Regions from separate parts of the Hordeum vulgare genome. Here regions 2 and 3 are each linked to region 1. A link is a contact called in public Hi-C data. All regions are on one chromosome and are shown on one strand. The core of a region is the stretch at or near the end of the contact, and the rest is flanking DNA. Distances in the headings are between cores, read along the strand shown.

Region 1 (3,517 bases), core at 543-3,042:
TGGAGGTTAAGGACTCGGATCGGTTGCCCGCCATGATGGAGAAGGCGAGAGATTGCACATGAGGACGATTATATGTGGGGTCGATGTGGGCCAGCGCGAGCCATGCAAACGTGGAGGGCGTGCCCGGACGTGGCCGGACGCCCCATATTTGGGCTAAATATGAGGGCTGCCAGTCAGCACGGACGTTTGAAATTCGTTTGAGGCGCCCGATTACATTAAAATTTCTAGGTGTTTGAGACGAATATGATGCTCCTACCATGAGTGATGGTACATGCAGTTCTAGGTGATTTGCCCCAAAATTTGGTGGGATGAAGATGATTTTGAAAGGATGGAGCACTCCCATACAAGTCCTAAAAGTGGAATAGGATTCCCTCAATCTCGGTCAACATGCTTATGGATCCAGACCTTTTTGCCGCTTCGGTGGTTGGGGATGGGAAGGGGAATTATGTCCCCTAGCTCTGTCTAGTAGATAGGTTAGCGTTTTACTCGTTGGAGGGGCGACACATAGGTGCACGAGGATGCTTCATCCTCAAGTAAGTCTTAAGTCGGTCTTTTGGGTTGATCATCCTCAAGTTTATCCGCCAGGACAGATTCGACGAAACTCCGGGCAACATAGATTCATGCAAGCTCTTTGGGGCATTGAGGTTATGGTTTCTCTTTATGTGTGCACGACAGCGAGGTTTGGTGCCAGTTACTTCAGATCGATAGAAGGGTTCAACGACGATGATGTATACAAGGCGATGGTTCTAGGCTCACGTGCATGAAGACTTTTCGACCGCCATCGACAAAGTGAAGTCGGCTCCGGTATAAGAGTGACGACACTAACACACCAGCGGTTCGTTTTGGTACTCCTAGCGTTGTTCGGTGTCATTAGACCTTGATGCATTTTTTTATTACATTTGGATGCTCTATTTTTTATTACATTTGGGATGCTTTGTATTTTCAGTTAACCATTTATAATGAATTTGAATCCTTTTATGAAATAACTAATAATAAGTGGAATGAGTTGTCTTCTTAGTAAGTATTGGTGGTCTCCTAGTTATATATTGTCCCTTTGGTTTATTCTTGTCGTCCAGTGCAAAGGGTGGTGCGATTACATCCTAGAAGGGGCTAGACATCAAGGAATCTCCTATTTGGCGCTTATGGTTTGACATGCTTCCTTATCTGAAGAAACAACCAACCCTGCCCCTCCCCATCCTACATTCTATAGTGAGCCGACCCATCTAGTTTCCACTCGGTTTCAGTTTTGAAAAGTTTTCAACTTGCTTTATCTTGTTTTTCTTTTTTGTGTTTTTACGAGTTTTACTTTGTTTTTGGTTGAGCTTTTTTATTACTTTTTGTGATTTTATAATGTTTTATTTAAATGCATAAACATTTCTTAAATTCACGAACATTTTTTAATTCATAAATTTTTAAAAAGTGAGAAGAAATATTAAATTCGTGCACATATTTTCAAAAAAAGTATTAGTGAGCGTTTTGAAAAGATCATGAATATTACAAAAGTGTGAACACTTATTAAATACATGAACTTTTTAACTTTCATGAACATTTTTTTCAAACATGCAAGCAGCTTCCAAAATCCATGAACCTTTTTTTGGATTTCACCAACATTTTCAATATTAATGGAGAAAAGGTAGCTGGTAATTTTTCTGACCCAATAAGAGTGAGTGACAAGGAGAGCGTAGAAAAAGAGACTAGAGAGTTGAAGCTTCGTGGGCCATGACCCATAGATGTTAGACTTTGGAGTTAAAGCCACCGATTACGAACCGACTCATGGTACCATAATTGCTATATATCGCTTACAGTGGGCAGATCCTATTTGGCGCGTAGGTTGCGCGAGCGACCTAGCGGGCACCCCTCCAGCCTCGAACAAGTGTTTAACTACCCATCTAGGGTTTATTGCCCGTCGGTTTTAGGAAGGTATACTCGAACGTTCCCTAGATCATTTTATTGTTTTACCTTTGTTATTTCTTCCAGTCTTATTTCTTTTATATTTACTTTTGATTTTCCTTTTACTTTTTTCCTTTTTCTGCTTTTATTTTCTTTGTCTTTTTTTGTGCGAATGTCTTTCACACTTGTGAACATTTTACTAAGAAAATAACATTTTGTAAATAACTGAACAGTTTTTTGAAACTTCGCAAACATTCTTTTTAAATCATTATCATTTTAGGAATTCCTGTTTGTTTTATAAAAAATGGGTGAATATTTCGAAATTGTGAACACTGTTTGAAACTTGTGAACATTTTATTAAATCAATGATTGTTTTTTTAAATTTGGGTACATTTCTTAAAATTCACGAATAAAATTTCATTTTGACGATGTTTTTAAATGCATCAGCCTTTTTATAATCGGCAAACACTTTTTGAATTGTAAGTTTTCTGTTTTCCGTATGCATTTTTGGAAATTTATTAACATAATTTGAATCCATTGAATTAGTTCAAATGCTTGAAAAAAATACGAGAAACTTATTTGAAATCATAAATATTTTAATATGCAGACAGTTTTGCAAAATCACAAACATTGTTTTTATTGGACGGTCATTTTTGATTTGTCAAAACTATTAGTCAAAATCGTAAACATTTATTTCTGAATGCTCGATCCTTTTAAGATTACTTGAGCAAAAAAAATTAGGAATTTGAGAAATTTGGAAATTTTGGAAATCCCTAATTATTTTAATGAAGGAAAACAGAAAAGAAAAATACGAAAAAACGAAATGTTCGCGTATAGGCCGCTAACATGGGAGTGTGAGGTTGGCGCACTCAGTTTTCTCGAAGTCTTGCGGTATTCCAAGCTGGCCTAGTTAGTCCGGGCCTTGAAAAAGCTTCTAATAGATTCGGGGAGGTTTGTGACCGGCGTCATACCTTTTTTACTCGGCTGGTTTCCTTTCATTCGGCTTTTATTTTCTGTTTCTATTTTTTCATTATATTATTTCTTTTTATCGTTTTTTACTTGCTTCGGTTTTTTATCTCTTTTTGTAAATTTGTGAATATTAAAAATTCAAGAACATTTCATAAATTTGTAAATATTTTTATATCCATGAACACTTTAAAAATCCTGATAATCTTAGAAACAGAACATTATTCAAATCCTTCAGATTTGTGAACATTTAAATTTATGAATTACTTTGTAGTTCATGAACTCTTTTTTGAGTTCAATAATATTTCTCAAATTGCCGATTTGTTTCCAAAATTAAGAAGTTTGTTCGAAATTCCTGAACATTTTGTAGATTCATGATTTTTTTTGGTTTTATGGTATTTTTTTGAATTTGCCGACACTTTTCAAATTCACATAATATTTAATCTTTGTAATGATGAACATTTTGTAGACTCGCGAACATTTTCTCACATTCGCGGACATTACTTAAATTCTTGAATATATTTTAAATTTGTGAAAAATCAAGTTCTCGAGCATTTTTGAGACTTGCGAACGTTTTTCCAAAGTTATGTTTTTTAATCCTGAATATTTTTTGAGTTCACGAATGCTTATCTAATTTGTGAACATTATAGTTTAATTCATG
Region 2 (3,517 bases), core at 737-3,236, 990 kb before region 1:
GTGAAGGCAGCAAGCGCCTGGAGCAATGAAAAAACGAGAGCCATTAGAAATCAACGACGGCGACCCTATCAACAGCGGTGAGCGTACCTATACATGCTGTTGCCTGATCGCGCGCGATTCGGACGTTCAAGGCATTTATTTTCTGGAAACGGTTGACGTTGAGGGCATCGTGGCTTCGAGAGGCGTGATTCAGCACAATGATTCAGCTGAACCTATATTTTACATCATACGATTAAACATCTTTTACATGTGAATTCGCGTCATGCATGTCAAATCCATCAAATATTTCGTGTCATGTATATTTTAATCAATAATGCACTAATCTTTCCCTAATAATAATAATGCATGAAGTGGTTCTGTCGTCCGTCGTTTTTGCAATTCACCGTCTGATTTATGTTATACCGTGCGAGCCTTTTCTATGATGGACAAGCAAGCGGCAGGGTGGTTTCTCTCTTTCTAAGCTAGCCCGAAGACCTGAGTTTGAGCCCCACCTTTCACCTTTTTTCGTTTTCTGTTTAAAATTATTATTTTTACCATGCGCTTATTAAACTACGAGAACGTGAAGTCTCAAGAGCACACACGAGTTGTGGTGGCTAGGGCGCCTGTTCCCTTATAGAACAGGCCCAGGTTCGATCCCTGGTTGTCACAATTTTTCCACAAAATACCAGCAACTTATATACCTTTATCACTTGATATCAATATAGGCAGATGTTTTCAAAGGTGAAAACGCTAGAGGTGGTATGGAGGAAAATTGTTAAAAAAATATTCACAATTAAAATGTTGTTTGCAAATAACAAAAATGTTCTTGATTTTCAAAAATATCAAAAGATTGAAAAATTGTTCATGAATTTGAAAAATATTCTTGATTTAAGAATGATAGTGTAACTCGGTGATGTAGCAAAATGTGATCATGATCATTGAATATTATGTTTTCTTTTTCCGTTGCAACGCATGGACCCTTTTGCTGGTCTTTATAAACAATGTCTAGAAATCAATGGTGTCGGACGTAGGTTGAGCTGAACCATGCATGGTCCAACAAAACATTTTCGTCGTGGCCTCTCGTCTCCAAGCCCGTCGCTCTCCTGCTCTTCGTTTTCATATACGCTAGAAAGGGGCGTCGCAACGAGACGATCGATCGACTTTTACTGCTGCTGCTGCTGCTGCTGCTGCCGCCCCTCCTGTCGTTATGGAGTAATGCGTCCAGTCCTTATGTTGTGATGAAGCCGAGCACACACTTAAGGGCTCCATCATTGTCGGTATGGGCGCGCGGCGCCACTGGCCGGTGCGCGTGCTCGCCTCGCCTGTGCTGAAAGGGAAGCACGACGTACTGAATTCACGACACCGTAGCGTAGCATAGCGGGTGTGCTCTTACTACTTGAGTGACTGAAAACGGGAGGAGGATCGGTTCCGTGTCTCACCGTGCGATAGGACGACGGATGATCAGTTCTTGCGTTGGTCGATCAGCTTCCAATCGAATAGTCAAACGGAAGCTTAATTATCCAGTAGTATATTTTTTAGCTCGATCTGTTTGGGCACGAGGTACTGCCCGTACCGGACCGACGACAAAGTTAGTGATGCATCAAAACAGACAGACAGGTATAGTGTCACCAGCCGGCGGTTAATGACAAATCAAATCAAAATGCAATCAGATCATAGGGGCATAGCAGTGGCGGTAGTACAAGCAGAAGCAGGACTGTAGGAAGCAGTGCGAGCGTCGCGTCGCCCACGCATTAACATTATGATATGAGCACCTACGTACGTACACAACCACGCGAGCGACGCGACGCGACGTCCATGGCCATGGCACTGGCACTGGCACGCGACGATGCCGCGTCGCCACCCAACACGGACCTCATCCTCCCCGGTCCCCAAACCCTCGCCGTCGCTTTCGCCTCTCCCGCCGCTGCATCCTGCATACTACAGATGTAAAATGTTGCGCCAGTGCGGGTGCAGTGCCGTCTCCAGCCTCCACCAAATCCACACCGTATGCACGTCCGGGGTCCAGCATCCAAAAGACACAAGCCCAAGAACGATATACGAGTCGCAAATATGTACACTAGTACCGTCTAGCGGTGGCGCGGAGGCAGCAGTATCTATCTCCGGCGCCGCGGCGCGGCCGAAGATGAGCCGTGACCACAGCGGGGGACGACGACGACATGGGGGCCTACGGGAGCGTGGCCTCGGCAATCACGAGCTCGATCAGTGGTGGTGTTCATTCAATCCAAGAGAGACAGCGCAGCCGCGCGCGGTGCAGGCCAGCACCTCCTCTTGTCTCTTTGTTTCCCCGTAGTCACTGTGCTGTGTGGAGTGTGACGCCGGTGTGTAGCTCGGAAACTGCAGATCACACTGCACCCCTGATTATATTATTACAAGCTCAACGGTCGCGGGTACATGCATGTACTGTGCGTGAAGCAACACGAGAAATACTGGCCTGGCCGCCGGGTGGGTCGGTCGGCACAGAAACAGAACCACGTACAGATGATATGAACCTGGCACTTGGTCCGACCAAACGATAAACTATAAAAACTACATGTTCGTATAGCTTAGCCGAACCTTTCATGAGCAGTGGCAGCTCATCCTTAGTCGTTTCAGATCCTCCTGGCCTGGGTCCTGGGCCACTATACGGGAACAGGACATGGCACGCAGGGTGCAGACGGTGCAGGCACAGCTTGCTAATTTCAGCCCTAGGTTTTTCTTCTTCGGAAACGGAACAAAGATTAATTAAGTACAAAATTAAACAAATGAAAACTGACGCAAGCCATCCACATGCAAATTACTCATAGAGCATGAAACCCTATAAACACATGATTAGTCCAACAATTATACTCAAAGCATAACGATCACCAACCCTACACCGCTACATTACAAAGACACTCCCAATAAGAGTAACTCAAGCGAAGACCACATGCACCATCAAATTCATGAAGACAAGTCGGTCAAGGACAATCAAAGAGACTGAAGATCATACATCAAGCAGCTGTAAACGCCTTCTTTCTTTTGTTTCTGAGAGCCTTCTTCACAATCACCTTGTCAGATCCATGACTAGCCGTCTTCACACGTTTGAGCAGTCTATGAAACTCTATCTCAAAGAAAATCTTATCGACCTTGTCACACACAGAAACCTACCCCACAATCACCCGTGAGTGGATGATCGCAATGTCTAAACATCCATGGTTCACAGAGGCGAGTGGCTGACTGGGCTTCAAAGATTCACACGCCAACATACCGACCACCTCAACATCCTTAGCCACATGTATCACCGATACGATGGACATAGACGCCTCCAGTTGCTCACATGAGAGAAGCGAATCTTGTACCTCATACGAGGTCACCGGTGAGTCGACCTCCATATGCTCCATTCGTGGAGTACATGTCCAAGGAGATGTGGCTTTTTTTCAAAGGTCTATGGAGTACATGATGTCGAAGGCATTGTTGCCGGTCGTAATAAGATTGCTGGTTATCCTGGTTCTGTTGGTGCGTTTTCTTCGACTGCAAGCCGCCGGTTTGTTTTTGTCGC
Region 3 (3,517 bases), core at 707-3,206, 780 kb before region 1:
CACTACGCAAAATTGAGCTCACCGGAGCCGAGCTCGTGCAGTAGTAGATATCCTACATTCAGTCGTCGTCCTCGTCGGAGGAGAGCTTGACGTAGATGCGCTTCTACGCAGTCGCTTCGTGGCGCCACTCCTCCACCTTGTGACCGAAGGCGATGGCCGACGCGACACCCTGCTCATAGAGCACGGTGTCGATCTCCTCCTCCCTCCGGCGGCGCTGCTGGTCCTCTTCCGCCTCTCGTGCACTCCGCGCCAGCAGCACGGGCAGAAGGCTATCCGCCTCCGTCGGAGGGAGGAAATCCTCCGGTCCGACGACGGCCCCGGCACGTCGCTCCGGCACCGCCTCGGCCTCCGGCTCCATCTTCATCGACGGGAGGGAGGAGGACGAGCGCGAGCTCGACGCCTCGAATGAGCTGTCAGATAAGAGGCGGCCGCGCGCGCGGTCGTACTCCTCTGTCTCGCGACGGAGGAGCGACGGCGGCGGCGTCAGGCCCCACTGCGTGTACCGGCGGGCGACGCGCTTACGGGCAGCGTCGGATCTGACGCAACGAGCCCTTTTGGGGTCGTCGTTCCTACGGCTACCGGAGCTGGCCATCAAGGACGGTGGAATGGAGCGGCTACGCGGTGAAATGGAGGCGCGCGGCGATGGATTGGAGGCGTCGGCGGTGAGGTGGGGGGACTTTCCGCGGCGGCGAAGGGATAGGGTTTCGGCCCGCATCCAGCGGTCGAACCCGCAGTTATACAGGTCGAGCGGTCGCGTTTACCGGTCACCGCAAAAGTTTTACGGGCCAGGCCGCGTTTGCAGTGTCTGCTCTGGCAGGAAAAACAGCCCAAACCCGTATAGTCGCCGGATTTTTTACGGGCCGGCCGTTTTACCGGGTCTGCTAGAGTTGCTCTAAGTAGACAAAGCTGAATGGGTTTATGTATGACAAGTAAGTCAGGCCGGATACATGTGGATGACGCAGGCACAGTAAACGTCCGTTTTGTATCCGTCGGCAACCCGAATGTGACTTAAGTTTGCGTTAGAAATTGGTCCGCATAGACAAAAAGCGGACGAAAAATGTAATTGGATCGTCCCGTTAGACCATCATTTTTGTTCGCGCCCATCTATACGAATGAAGGTGGATGAAATGGATCCTTCCGTTGGGTTGCTCTAATTTCTTTATACAATCCAATGGATTGTCGATATAATGATTGTTGAGTTTGAATAAAATTACACGTGATTCTTAGAAAAAGGAAAGCCAACGCACTCGCTTGAGCCTCCCTCGCGTGCCTAAACGTGAGCGAGCTCGCTACTAATAAGGAAAAAATGCGGGCAACTCCGCGCGACACGCAAAACTAACTCAAAATATATATTTTTTTGCGATGAACTGAAAATAATTATTTTAACAAACTAGAAAAATGTATTATTCCAACAACAAAATCTTTGTAAACTACATCAATTTAGTATATTTAGAAAATATTTACATATAAATATTAATAGATTTTGGAAATTTTCCGGAAATTTGCTCTCGAACTTATATTTTTTTAAATAAATTACAGAAAATCTTCATTCAACTCCCAAGAAACTTATGATTTTCTAAATAATTAACTTTATACGTGTATGAAAATTCAAAGCATACATAAAATTTGTAGAACATGTAGGAACTTAAAAATGTGCATAAAATTTCAAAGTAAAAATTAATGAAGAAAAGTGAAAAGGAAAAAATTGGAAAATAAAAAATATATTTTTGACTAAAATCATAATTACATAAATGAAAAGAGCGCAAATTAGTACCGAAAGTGTTACGAAACAGACATATGCACGCAGCCCAATCAGCAGTCGCATCATGCGAGGAACACACGTCGAGTAGGGCCAACAACCGCTTATCCCTTTTCTATCTCCAGCCGAAGCACATCCTCCACTCATTCTTTATCCAAATCGCTCTCTCGTCTCTCACTCTCTCGTTTCACATCTCAAGAAGCGCACGACCGTCACATTTGCTGTGTAAGCTATGATGGCTCCGCGGTGGTATGAGGCGGTGCTCTAAGGTTGCCGAGTTGCTGCGACCAGGGGCGGAGACAGGGAGGGGCGAGTAGGGGCTTGACCCCTCCCAATCGCTTGATCCCCTCAAGGATTTGTAGCAATTACTGTATGCGTGCTAATTGGCTGGAGCTAATTGCATTATTACACCCATAAATTACTATTTCAACTGACTACACTAAACTAAAGGAAGTCAAAGCTCAATAGTTCATGTATGCACGTACGTTGGTCTGGCTAACTTGAGTCTTTTTTCCACTGCTGCTGCCGTCGGATCGCCGCTCGCGCATGTGTGTTTACCATCGTTGCTGCCCACTGGCAGTCCCTCAATACGACGACATCATCAGTTGATTTGCATTCGGCTCTCCGGTGTCAAACACAGGTTACATACATATCAGAAGACGACTAAACTCTGAAAGATAAGATATAGGAAAAAGGTACCACTACATGCATGTCGCCCTTAGGATTTTTGTTATGAATAATACAATCTTAATTTGGTCAATTGGAATTATGTATAAAACAGTGCAGTATATATTAATGAAGTTTCAATATGACGAGCAACCTATTGCAAATAACAATACTGATGAGTAGAAGTCGCGACTTCTACTAATGCCACAACAGTGCAGTATATAATAATGAAATTTTAGATATAAATATATAAAACAGTGCAGTATATATTGTTTCACGACTTCTACTAATGCCACGATGTTGTGGCATTAGTAGAAGTCGCGAAACAATGTAGAATTGAAGCATAACGTACGAAAGGGGTCCCGTAAAAGCCAACAAATTTGAGAACTCCCTCCTGACAAGAAAGAAAAAGCACAACAATTTTATATTCTAGAGGATGTTTATCAACCACACATGAGAATATTCATACATGATAATTTTATATTTTCAAGAACAGTTGTGCAAACATCTGCAATGATGGTTGCAGAAGCCAGACTAAAGCTTAATCTTACAATTGATTTTATCAAGTAAGCAAGATTTTTTTATTTTGAGAACGACAACATTATATAAGACAATGACAACATTATATAATACACAACAGTAATGTAACAATTATTTCTTTTCTTGGTGAATTCAAGAGGTGGTTAACATTTTAAGCTTGTGCCTATAGAGGTACCATTGAATGTCCACAATCTACAAATCAAGGTAATTTTCTTGAACCGCTGAAGTTCTTGGCTTATTAATTTTCTTGAATTGTTGAAGTTGTTGCCTAATTATAGCAAATATATGATGTTATCTTGGAAAATGCACAAGAATGCAAACCATACCTACCATATATATCATGGAACAAGAAATTTTGAAGTTACTTTTTTGAAGAGTTCATACACAACTTAAAGAACAATAATGCTACTAATAAGTTATGTATAATGGTATACGAAGCACAGAATGAATTTTAAAAAAATAGCTTTGGTTTTTCACCCCCCTCGTGTCCAAATCCTGGCTCCGCCCCTCGCTGCGACGGCTCTGTCGTGATGTGAGCCGGTGCTGCGAGGT

Evidence for each region. A called contact is a pair of places that touch in the nucleus more often than the background predicts.
Region 2: a Hi-C map of leaf shows a contact between it and region 1, with 2.7 times the contacts expected there. The contact joins two enhancer-like sites. A contact is called at or near these places in 2 of 6 Hi-C or Micro-C datasets (leaf and seedling).
Region 3: a Hi-C map of leaf shows a contact between it and region 1, with 8 times the contacts expected there. The contact joins two enhancer-like sites. A contact is called at or near these places in 2 of 6 Hi-C or Micro-C datasets (leaf and seedling).

What each region holds. Positions count from the first base shown.
Region 1 is chr3H:96,824,361-96,827,877 of MorexV3_pseudomolecules_assembly, reverse strand. No RefSeq gene overlaps it. Among protein-coding and RNA genes, the nearest start is that of LOC123439608, 360 kb to the right of the region's middle. Within about 2 kb of position 1,792, at least 1 of the 3 cell types and tissues checked has open chromatin away from gene starts, as enhancers often do. A contact at or near this core is called in leaf, where this site is marked.
Region 2 is chr3H:97,809,645-97,813,161 of MorexV3_pseudomolecules_assembly, reverse strand. No RefSeq gene overlaps it. Among protein-coding and RNA genes, the nearest start is that of LOC123439610, 9.0 kb to the right of the region's middle. Within about 2 kb of position 1,986, at least 3 of the 3 cell types and tissues checked have open chromatin away from gene starts, as enhancers often do. A contact at or near this core is called in leaf, where this site is marked.
Region 3 is chr3H:97,600,145-97,603,661 of MorexV3_pseudomolecules_assembly, reverse strand. No RefSeq gene overlaps it. Among protein-coding and RNA genes, the nearest start is that of LOC123439609, 130 kb to the right of the region's middle. Within about 2 kb of position 1,956, at least 2 of the 3 cell types and tissues checked have open chromatin away from gene starts, as enhancers often do. A contact at or near this core is called in leaf, where this site is marked.